Regions from separate parts of the Mus musculus genome. Here region 1 is linked to region 2. A link is a contact called in public ChIA-PET data. All regions are on one chromosome and are shown on one strand. The core of a region is the stretch at or near the end of the contact, and the rest is flanking DNA. Distances in the headings are between cores, read along the strand shown. Region 1 overlaps Htr1f (5-hydroxytryptamine (serotonin) receptor 1F). Region 2 holds the start of 4930453N24Rik (RIKEN cDNA 4930453N24 gene).

Region 1 (5,322 bases), core at 166-2,665, 170 kb after region 2:
ATACTAGAGAATGTACTTACATTAAATTATATAACAAAAGTATTTCTAAGCACAAGCAGCTACAATTATGTTGGCATTCTCAATAATGACTTTCTAATTTAGCATTTCATCCCAGAATTTCTTTAAAATCTGTGATGACTTTTAGGTTCTCTTTATTCATGAGAGTTTGTCTGGAGACAGGCTTTCTTCCACTAATAATAAAAAAAAACAAGTATTTTGTTGTTGCTTATTTACTGTATTTTATTTTGTTGAGACAAGGTTTAACTCTGCAGCTCAAGCTGTCTAGAACTTACAATGTAACTGAAGCTGGCCTTGAATCTGTGGAGATAGGAAGAACAAGTCAAATTTGGATTAGTTTGATCTTCTCAATACATTTTAGCTATTTTTTTTTTTTTGAGACAGGGTTTCTCTGTATATCTATGTCTATGCTGGAACTCACTCTATTGACCAGGCTGGTCTCAAACTCACACAGATCTGCCTGTCTTTGCCTCCCGAGTGTTGGCTGGGATTAAAGGGGTGTGCTGCCACTACCCAGATAATTTTGGCTAGTTATTGAGAATATTATTGTTAGGGTCTGAATCTGAAGTATCCCTTGCAGATTTATATTTTGAGTGCTTGTTCTCCAGCTGGTGGATTTGGGAGGCTGTGGGATTCTCAGATGGGACCTTTATAGATAGGGCATGGTGCGTATCCTTAGCTGTGTCTAGTCTGGTTCCATCTGCTTGCCTTGTATACGGAAACCCTTCTCTCTAGACTTGGCATCCCGAATGGAGCTGCCCTCCACAGCTTCTCTGGAGTGGTGGACTGAAATCTTCTGAAACCGAGTGTTCCCAAAAGTTGTCTTTCTTACTGATATGAGAGTCAGTAATGATGTAATTTACCAGAATATCTCTGCTTCTCAGATTTGGGCTAGTTGGGACCTTTGTAGGTTCGTGTTATTCAGACACAATGATGAAAGGCTGAGCTGAAGGTGTTCCTTAGTTGCAGAACTCGTGTTCCAGAGGCATGGAAGGGCCAGTAGGGTAAAACTCTTGCCTCAGGAACGAGAGACTATCTGGAACTGTGCTAATGAGATAGGAAGAATGATCTTTCCCTTTTGTGAGACAATATACTTTTCCTTCCCAGAATTCCTGCCTCCAGCACAATTAGCTTAGAGGGTCTCAGCCTAGCAGCTGCCTCTTTTGGGGAATTACGCAAAAACAATGCAGCTTTTCCTTTTGTTATTTATTGATCTGTTAATTTTAAAAATCTCGCTTTTAAGCACGCTTTTTGTAACACTTTGGTCCTCCTTACCGTTTACTGAAGCATTCTTCCTTGCCATGTAACTGCTTTGTTCTCTATGTGGCTAACCCCTCTATGTAAGCTAACTCAAAGGGCATGGCTTTCTCTCTTCCTCGTCCCCACCTTGTCTCCCTCTTCTGGACAGCTGCTTAGATTTACTACAGCTTGTCTGGTTTGCACAAAGAAACAAGCTCCTAGACCTTAATAGGCATCCAGATCTTAGAACAACCGATGCCATGATAGAGGGCCTTGGAATCCAGTAGGTAGGCTAAAGGCCAAAATGGGGATAAAGCCCAAGCCAAAGATTCCAGGATGTCACTGGGGAAGTCCTGGAATAAAAAGTCCCTAAATGTACTAACCGTGCTTTTTGGCTTCTGTAGTTCTACTTCCTGTTAACTATTCTTTCTAGTCAAAGTGTGTCAACAAGGATGTGGTTTCTGTGTATGAAAAGCCAAGAGCTGTAAGGCTTCGGGCTGAGGATTTGGGCTGGTTCCTCATGCAGCTATGAGCTAGCAAAGGAAGACTATTTATTTATTTATTTATTTATTTATTTATTTATTTAAGGGATATGAGTACGGCACCATTACTCTCTTCAGACACATCAGAAGAGGGCATCAGACTCCATTATAGATGATTGTGAGCCACCTTGTGGTTGCTGGGAATTGAACTCAGGACCTCTGGAAGAGCAGTCGGTGCTCTTAACCACTGTGCCATCTCTCCTGCCCCAATGATGACTTTCTATCCAGTTTTAAGAGTATCTGTGTAGTTGTCTCTGGGGAGTTTACCATGTTACATTAACATAGCAATTAAGTCAAGCCAGAACTATTTCAACATCGGTCAGAGCTAATCCCTGTGTTTATGTGGCAGACACACTGACTAGAAAGAGGCTTCACTCCATCTTCCTGGGTAGTTCCAGGGCCTTCATACCTTCCTCAAGTGTGAACATTCCTATCTGCTGACTCTGATGGTACTTTTTAGCTGTGGACGGAAGCATCCATTTGGTCCTAAGCTTATACAAGTAGGAAACATAAGCATGATTTTGGTGATGTGTGAAGAATCTTTACCATGAGTGAGCCTTGATTATATGCTTGATGTGAGGGCCCAAAGAACCCCATGGAACAGATTCCAGAAGCTGTGTCTGGATTTGTAATTTCTGTGCATTTTTCAGGTCTTCAGAAAATTTCACCTATAGTAGGATACCTTCACAGGTCTGGAGGAGTCCCATCTCAGTCCCTCCCTCCAACCAGTTCCAGGGGAAGAATAGATCAGACTTAACATTTGAGATTCCATTTGAATCCATTCTTAAACTCGTTTACCAATGAGGCTAAAGGCTCCAAGAGAGGTCCCCAGTTTCCATGGTAACAGCTACAACAAATTATTTTTCTCTGTTTTTCTTTCAGAGGGGTCACAGCCTACTGCCTTTTCCTAATTGATGAGACCACACACACTTGTAGTACCAGTTGCTTTTGTGAGACACAGAGTTCTGAAAAATAACTTTTGGAGATGCTACAAAGGTTCCAGGTACTTCATGTTTAGTATACACATTCTCCTGGTAATAGTTAAGAACTGCCTACCCCAGTATCAGTCATGCCACGGCAGGAGTACAGATTTCAAATGGTTCATTCTCTTTATGCATATGTTAATTAAATTTAATAAAACTCAGGAACAAGCAGAGAAGGAAACACTGGAAATAATCTGTCATGTGGTGCACTAGAATGGTAAGAGCAATCACACAGAGGCTTTATAGAAATTATTCATATGTCTTTTTTATAATCCCCATAATAAATGTTATTATATCCTCTTACAGTTGAGAAAAGAGAGGCTCAGAGGGTCTTGCGATCCATTTATTGTTCCATACCCAGTTAAAGTAGCACAACTGAGATTCAATACTGGTAGGCTGTGCAGGCTTCTGACCCAACCCATATTCTTTATTTAGAAAAAAGCCATTTAAAATCAGTTTCTTTACCTCTCGGAAGGAACCAGTAATGATTCTTTTCTTTATTTCCCACAGGGATGCCTACTGTTTCTTGATACTTGAATGACTACTTTCTGTCATGCATCTAGGATGTTTTCCAAACTATCAATTGGTTACCACCCACAGGGGTAGGGGAGTCTCAGGATGGGTGGACAGCAGCTGCTCTCAGATTGCTGCCTGACACTAGCACTCCCTGGGGGGACTTTTAAAATGTTGGTGTCTGCTTCCCAGTTCTGGAAATTCTGATGCAACTCATCTGGGGCATGGCAAGGACATTGACAGATTTTTGGTTCTACCTTAAGTGAGTTTTTAATGTGAAGCCATGCTGGGAACACGTAAAACAGACACATAAATATTTGCATAGAGAAGTAACACAGATGAGTCGTCGATGCTAGTTATTTATTTTCGGTGAATTTACTTTGTGAAAATAGCTGCTGGATCAAGAATTTTTTTTTTTCAGATGGAACCTGAGCAAGTTAAAACTTGCTCGTGTCTCCTATTTAAAGGATGTTTGTGGTCAGTCAGGGTATCGTGCTGCAAACATGTACTTATTTCATTAGCTAGGTTGCTGAGTCTTTCCTATTTAATATATAAAACTCATAATCCTTGTAGAAACTGTGGTGGTCTCACGTCACATTCCTGAACAGATTTAATTATTCTACAAGGAAACCACATTATCAAAACAGCATGAAATAGCCTCAGATCAGTATCTGAAATCATTTTATGAATACTTAAGAAAAAACCTTCCTGTATTTGCTCTCCTGTCCCTGACCCTGTTGAAGTCTCACAAAGTGAACCTCAGCATTCTTTTAGTGCGGCCACAATACTACTTAATTTTGGAAATTAACTTTCTGAAGTATGAAAAGTAGAAGAAAAAAAGAAGTCTTTGCTAGATTTGTTCTAGAAACAATGTATTATAATCTTGCTTTAAAAGAAAACATTAAAGTGACAAAGGGGAGAGTGGCAATGGGCTGTAGGCTATAAACAGTACCAAGATGTCAGGCGTCAGCACCAAAAGGATGCAGGAAACCAAGATGCACTTAGATGTGGAGGAGCTTGCAAAACTTAATATACATGTAGTATGACAGTGGCGGTCTTGTTGAGGTCTCCCCATACTAGAGTTTAGGTACTATTGCCTTTCCTAAGAAAGATGAAAGAATTAGCAGATCTCAGGCATTAAAGATTAGACCAAATCAGAATGCAGAACTCCTGTAGTAACCATGATATGCCATTGCTTTCTTTGTAATGGTAATATTTTAAGCTTGAGTTACTAACAGAATGGTTATGTAAGAATACATATACACACATAGATACACACATCCCATATATCTCAAGTGAATACTCAGGATGAGGTATCAAGTTGAAAAATTTGTGCTTAGATAGCTCATTTGGTAAACTATGATTAGCTGGAGGAAATATTTGTTAAGCAGAACATGAACCTGAGATTCTGTAGAAAGTTCAGAACTGGTAAGATTTGGGTATCAAATCCATGGAGGTGGTATAAAGTCTTGATAGCTAAAACAAAGGAGGAGATGAAAAGCAAGAAGTTTTAACACTGTGTACTATGTGTGCACCTATCTGTTTGTGAAGCAGATAGCGCACAAGCTCATTGCACAGAGAGAAAGTAATACAACAAAGAGAATATGTCATTGAAACCCATGAAAGAAAATGTGTTCAGTCTTGATCAGCAGTATCAGCAACAGCAGAGATGCAATAAACTACGGTATTAGTGTAGAGATGGTGGGCTTGGCTACTAGGAAGTCATTAACAGTCTTCTTTGGAATGACTTTGACATCAACGTTGGGCTGAGATAAAGTCTGTGTGAGCTCATATGGAAAGAAAAGTGTTTAGAGGAGGTGTTGTTTTTGAAATGCTTCCTATGGGCCATCCACGATATTTTAAAATGAGAACAATTCTACCGGGGGACTCAGTGTTCTCAAGGGTACACAGAGAAAAAGGAAATGAGAGTGCCTACAAGACAGTAAAAGCTTTACATTTGTTTCAGCGAATGATAGCACAATTAGACAAAACTAAACAAAACTGACAGAGATGTTTCTTTAAAGAGA
Region 2 (4,822 bases), core at 436-2,935:
ATTTAAGCTCTTGTCCTGATTCTTGCTTTTATACAACATGGCCTATGGCTTGAAAAGCAAGAACTTACCCATCTGTCTGCTTTTTTTTTTCTTTTTCTTTTTTTGGTTTTTCGAGACCGAGTTTCTCTGTATAGCCCTGGCTGTCCTGGAACTCACTTTGTAGACCAGGCTGGCCTCAAACTCAGAGATCCACCTGCCTCTGCCTCCCCAGTGCTGGGATTAAAGGCGAGCGCCACCACGCCCGGCTCATCTGTCTGCTTTTTTAATCCCTTAAATTTTAAACTTCCTTTACCTTGCTAGGCAGTGGTGGTACACACCCTTAGACCCAGCAGAAGCAGCCAGATCTCTTGAGTTCGAGGCCAGCCTGGTCTACAAAGTGAATCAAAGACAGCCAGGACTACACAGTGACCCAGAAAATTTCTGACCCAGAAAAAAAATGTATTTCTATGCCCCAAATACCTAAGATCCATAAACCTTGAAAAAAATGATTAAAATCACAATATATGATACCAAGGAATGTTGTCAAACTTCTGATTTTACAGATAATCGAAGCTGAAAAACAGCAGCATCAAGATGTTTTTAAACTAAAAAGTTGGGCTGAAAGCACAGACCAAATATCTTTCAAATAGACTACTGCTGCAAAATAGCAAGAATTAAAAAAAAGAAAAAGAAAAAGACAATGCACTCATTACATCTACCTTCCAAAGATCTTATTCCACAGACACACAGTATCTTTGATGCCCCTATTTCCAACTTCCCTAAAGACGCTATCACCTTTTCCCCATCCATTTCAGAATAGCTACTAAATTTGGTGGTTTGTTTTGGAGGCTTGAGGGTGTTCTTCTTTTTGTTTTGTCTGTCATTTTCTATCCCTTTCTTTTCAACAACATTCGTTTCACTAATGTATTTTAGTAAGGATATTTTTAATGTCTTATAAATGCAACGTACATATGTCCGTTTTGTCTTTTATACAACCTTTTGATTTAAAAAACAAAAACAAAAGAAGCTGTGGTCTTGCTACTTCCCAACTAGGAATGAATGTAGGACGAAGAGGCTGAGCATTCCTTGACATACGTGGATTAAAACTGTCCGCCTTTTATTTGTTTCGGTGGGTATTTACCTAAGACACTGACAAATAGTGTTTATTATTTCCCTTCGGGCTGAAAGAAAACAGCAGGAGCTGACTGATCTCCGTGGAGATCGAAACTGAAAACTGAAACATACTCTGGGATGCTCTTAAAAATCATGGGAATGGGCTCATCTGGTGCTCATCCGGGTCCGCATGTCCGCAAAAGTTTGCCCAGCCGGTACCACGGTCCGACTCACCAGCGCGCCGGGACCCGGCTCGGCCGGCGGGCGGGGAGGCTGCAGAGCTGTGCAGCGCCAACCCGGAGGCCTTCCCTGGGCTTCGGCGACAACCGGACCCGACCGGACCCGACCGGACCCGACCCCTGGGGGTGACAAGGCCCCTGCCGGCGCCTACCTTGGCGGTCCACAGGCTGCACCAGGCGGTTGGTGACGGTGTCGCAAAGGGCCATGATCTCGTCGTTGTCCAGCAGGCCGAGTAGGTTTCGGCAGCCCTCCGACTCTAAGTGGCTGAGCCCCGACATCTCGCCCCCGGGGATGGGGGGCAGAGGACGACGCCACCAGTGTCGCCCTCACGGCCCGCGGGCCGGCCGGCGCCTTGGCAACAGACACCGGAAGTGCCTTTTCAATCCCTCGCAAGCGCCGGAAGGGTCTCGGAGATTCCAGCCCCTCTCTGGGCGGAAGTGCTAGCTCAGAAAGTCAGCGAGGAAATGTGGTTCCGACTTGGGGCTCCGGCCTCTATTGGAGTAGAGTTCCACAGTTCGCGGTTTAAAGAAGTGTCCTGAGCATCTATCCACCTTCCACTCGAGGCTGGGCTAGAAACGAACCTGGGGGTGGGGGGTGGGGGGGAGCGCCTCCGAAGGGGCGACTTAAAGTGCGGCGCATGCGCGCGCGTGCCTGATGGTGGAGGCAGGGGTGGAGAGGCCAAGAGAGCTTCCATCATACCCCTGTACTTTTGAAGGTCTGTCCTCTTCTAGCCGCTTCTGAGTTAGGGGAGCCATCACTTTGATATTCTTTAGCTACAAAGATTAGACTACACTTTGAAACGCTCTAGGTTTTAAAAGGACTATAACTTGCTTCTCCGCCTTTGAGATAGCTAGATAATTAATTTAACCCAATTAATTGAATCTCAGTTGAACCTCAATTGCCAGCTGGTTGGTCATTAAGTATACTTGAAACAACCTGGGACTTCAGATTTGCATCTAATGTGGAGCTGGAGGGGCAGGGTGCCACACAATCTTGGGACTACGCCTCTAGCTGCAGGACCTGCCTGCCATTAGATTTGAATTAGTGGCTGGTGTCCCCTAAATGCAGTTAGTAGTCATTTGGTTGGTGTGGGGAAACACCGTGGGTGGAAAGTGATTTGTGTTATGAATATTAGAAGGAGAAACTGGATTTCTATTAGAGTTGCTGCTTCTGCTTCTTCTTCTTCTTCTTCTTCTTCTTCTTCTTCTTCTTCTTCTTCTTCTTCTTCTTCTTCTGTTTCTTTTTTCTTTTCTTTTCTTTTTTTTTTTTTTTTTTTTTTTGGTTTTTCTAGACAGGGTTTCTCTGTGTAACCCTGGCGGTCCTAGAACTCACTTTGTAGACCAGAATGGCCTCAAACTCAGAAATCCGCCTGCCTCTGCCTCCCGTGTGCTGGGATTAAAGGCGTGCACCACATTGCCCGGCTCTAGAGTTTTTTTTTTTTTTTTTCTAAATACAGAACTATTGAGATTTGGGGCAGGGTAATTTATTGCTGTAGAGGTTGCAGGATGCCTAACACCATCCCTACATTTCCACAAAGAATAGTGTGCCCCTTCTCTCACTTGATACAAGTGAAAATACCTCCAGGCTAACAAACGTTCCCTGAGAAGGAAAATCATGCCCAGGTGAGCCATTGATTCAAACCCTGCCCAAGGTGGTTTCTGAGATGATGAAAATATTGTTGTATTGCCCATACTAACGACTGTCCACATCTGGATTTTGAGATCTCGAAATATAGTAGTAAAACCGAAGAACAATTTCAAATTTTGTGTGAATTTGAATAAAGTTTTAATATCCACATGTGGCAAGTGGCTACTGGATTGGATCATGCAGATCTAAAAATGTGAAGGCCATTCTGTAGATGTGTTTTATGTTTGACCTCTGACTTCAGTTCTTTTATTTCTAAACAATTCTTGCAGATAACCTCAAGGGTTTCCTTATGATAACTACCTTAGACATGTATTGCAGGTCTCTGCTTCAAAGCCTATGTTCTTGATGTTTTACTTAAGAGGGTCTTCTCTTTAGACATTTTCCTTAGCTCATTTTTCCTACCGTTTATTCATGTCCCTGCTTCAAAATATTACTAGGAAGGCCCTAATGATTTACTGTATTCAAACTCACCACCCACAGTCTGCTTATGTTTCCTACCCATTTCATTTGTCTCCAAAGTGTTTATACAGTTTAGTATATTATAGTGTTTATTGTTCCTATCCCACACCCATCCCACTATAAGGTGTGTTCTGTAGAGCAAACAATTTTGTTTCATGACCTTTACAAAGCCTGGCACATAGTAGACATACTTAAAAAAAAATAAGTTGTGAGTCCACTTTAATTTTTTTTTGTTTTTCTTTTTGTTTTGAACAGGAATGATATGATCGACTAGTTTCAAACAGGGTCACTTGATAGGGTATGGAGCATACCATAGTAGCCTGAAGGCCGTGTAGAAGAAAGAGAAAGGCAACTCTGTCTGTGTGACAAGAAATGATACCTTGAGATAGAGTGGAAGATCTGATAGTCTTTGGTTAACACAGGATTTAGTTTGGACCACCAGAGTTTTCATTTCCTGATAAAAGGAACACTGGGCAAAGTCGGTTTTAATGAGCGATATGAGAATAGCTAAGAGTTTCTGGAGCAAGTGATGATACCTAAGAAAGAATAAATCATATAGAGAAGATTGAGGAAGAGAGGATGCTGAGTTAATTGTGACTGGGTGGCAATATAAAGGTGGGTGGAATTTTCAATATGACCATAAGATCAGAGGCAGGATAAAAATCAGAACAAATTTGGTAAAGGCATAATAAGGACTTGGCCTCAGGTCCCACATTGACTTAATTCTTATAACCTTGCAAGAATAGTTGTCCCACTTTACAGAAATATAAACTCAGTTCAATATTCTTTTAAAAATAATTTATAAGCTCTGTGGTGGTGGGTGGTGCACACCTTTAGTCCCAGCACTTGAGAGGCAGAGGCAGGAGGATCTTTGAGTTCAAGGCCAGCCTGGTCCATAGAATGAGTTTCAGGACAGGCAGGGCTAAACAGAGAAATCCTGTCTAGAAAACCGAAAGTAAATAAATATTCCAGGGTATTTGATCACACTGAGCCCCAAGACTGTGCTGTTTACTGGAAAAACCATGTTTCTAGCTGTGGTTTGGCTCAGCCTTAGCACACACCTTTAATCCAAGAGCTTTCTGCTTATTGTAAACAAGATTAAATAAAATCAAACACAGGTCAAGAGGCAGAGCAAACAACCAGTTGACAGGGACTGAATAGGAAAAGAGAAAGTAAGGAATAATAGGAAGTCAGGAATACAGACACAGAAAGTAGAAGGGAGGGACATTCAGTTTGGGGAGAACTTACTTTTGGAACATCAGCTGAGGAGGAAGACCAGCTGTGTGCTTTCTCTGCCTTTCTGAGCTAGCAGGCTTTCATCCCAGCATCTGGCTCCTAAGTCTTTATTGACAAAATTCAGTGGCTGAGATTTTGTTAAAAACAA

What was found. ChIA-PET counts read pairs in DNA pulled down with a chosen protein or histone mark.
Region 1: an RNA polymerase II ChIA-PET map of effector CD8 T cells shows a contact between it and region 2, with 13 read pairs. The contact joins the enhancer-like site here to the promoter of 4930453N24Rik in region 2. A contact is called at or near these places in 1 of 39 promoter capture datasets (liver), 11 of 484 Hi-C or Micro-C datasets (CD4 T cells, CD8 T cells, the HL-1 cell line and 4 more), 4 of 115 datasets of contacts at active chromatin or transcription factors (the 230-238 cell line, effector CD8 T cells, embryonic stem cells and 1 more) and 3 of 9 other capture datasets (adipose tissue, embryonic stem cells and liver).

The regions. Positions count from the first base shown.
Region 1 is chr16:64,940,291-64,945,612 of GRCm38.p6, forward strand. All of the region lies in intron 2 of Htr1f (5-hydroxytryptamine (serotonin) receptor 1F), which reads right to left. Among named protein-coding and RNA genes, the nearest start is that of Gm33971, 69 kb to the left of the region's middle. Within about 2 kb of position 1,416, at least 73 of the 459 cell types and tissues checked have an H3K27ac peak or open chromatin away from gene starts, as enhancers often do. A contact at or near this core is called in CD8 T cells, Th17 cells, double positive thymocytes and 3 more, where this site is marked.
Region 2 is chr16:64,769,254-64,774,075 of GRCm38.p6, forward strand. It overlaps 4930453N24Rik (RIKEN cDNA 4930453N24 gene), which reads right to left and starts at 1,686. Exons shown (of 3, transcript NM_026273.2): 1 at 1,484-1,686. The coding sequence starts at 1,610.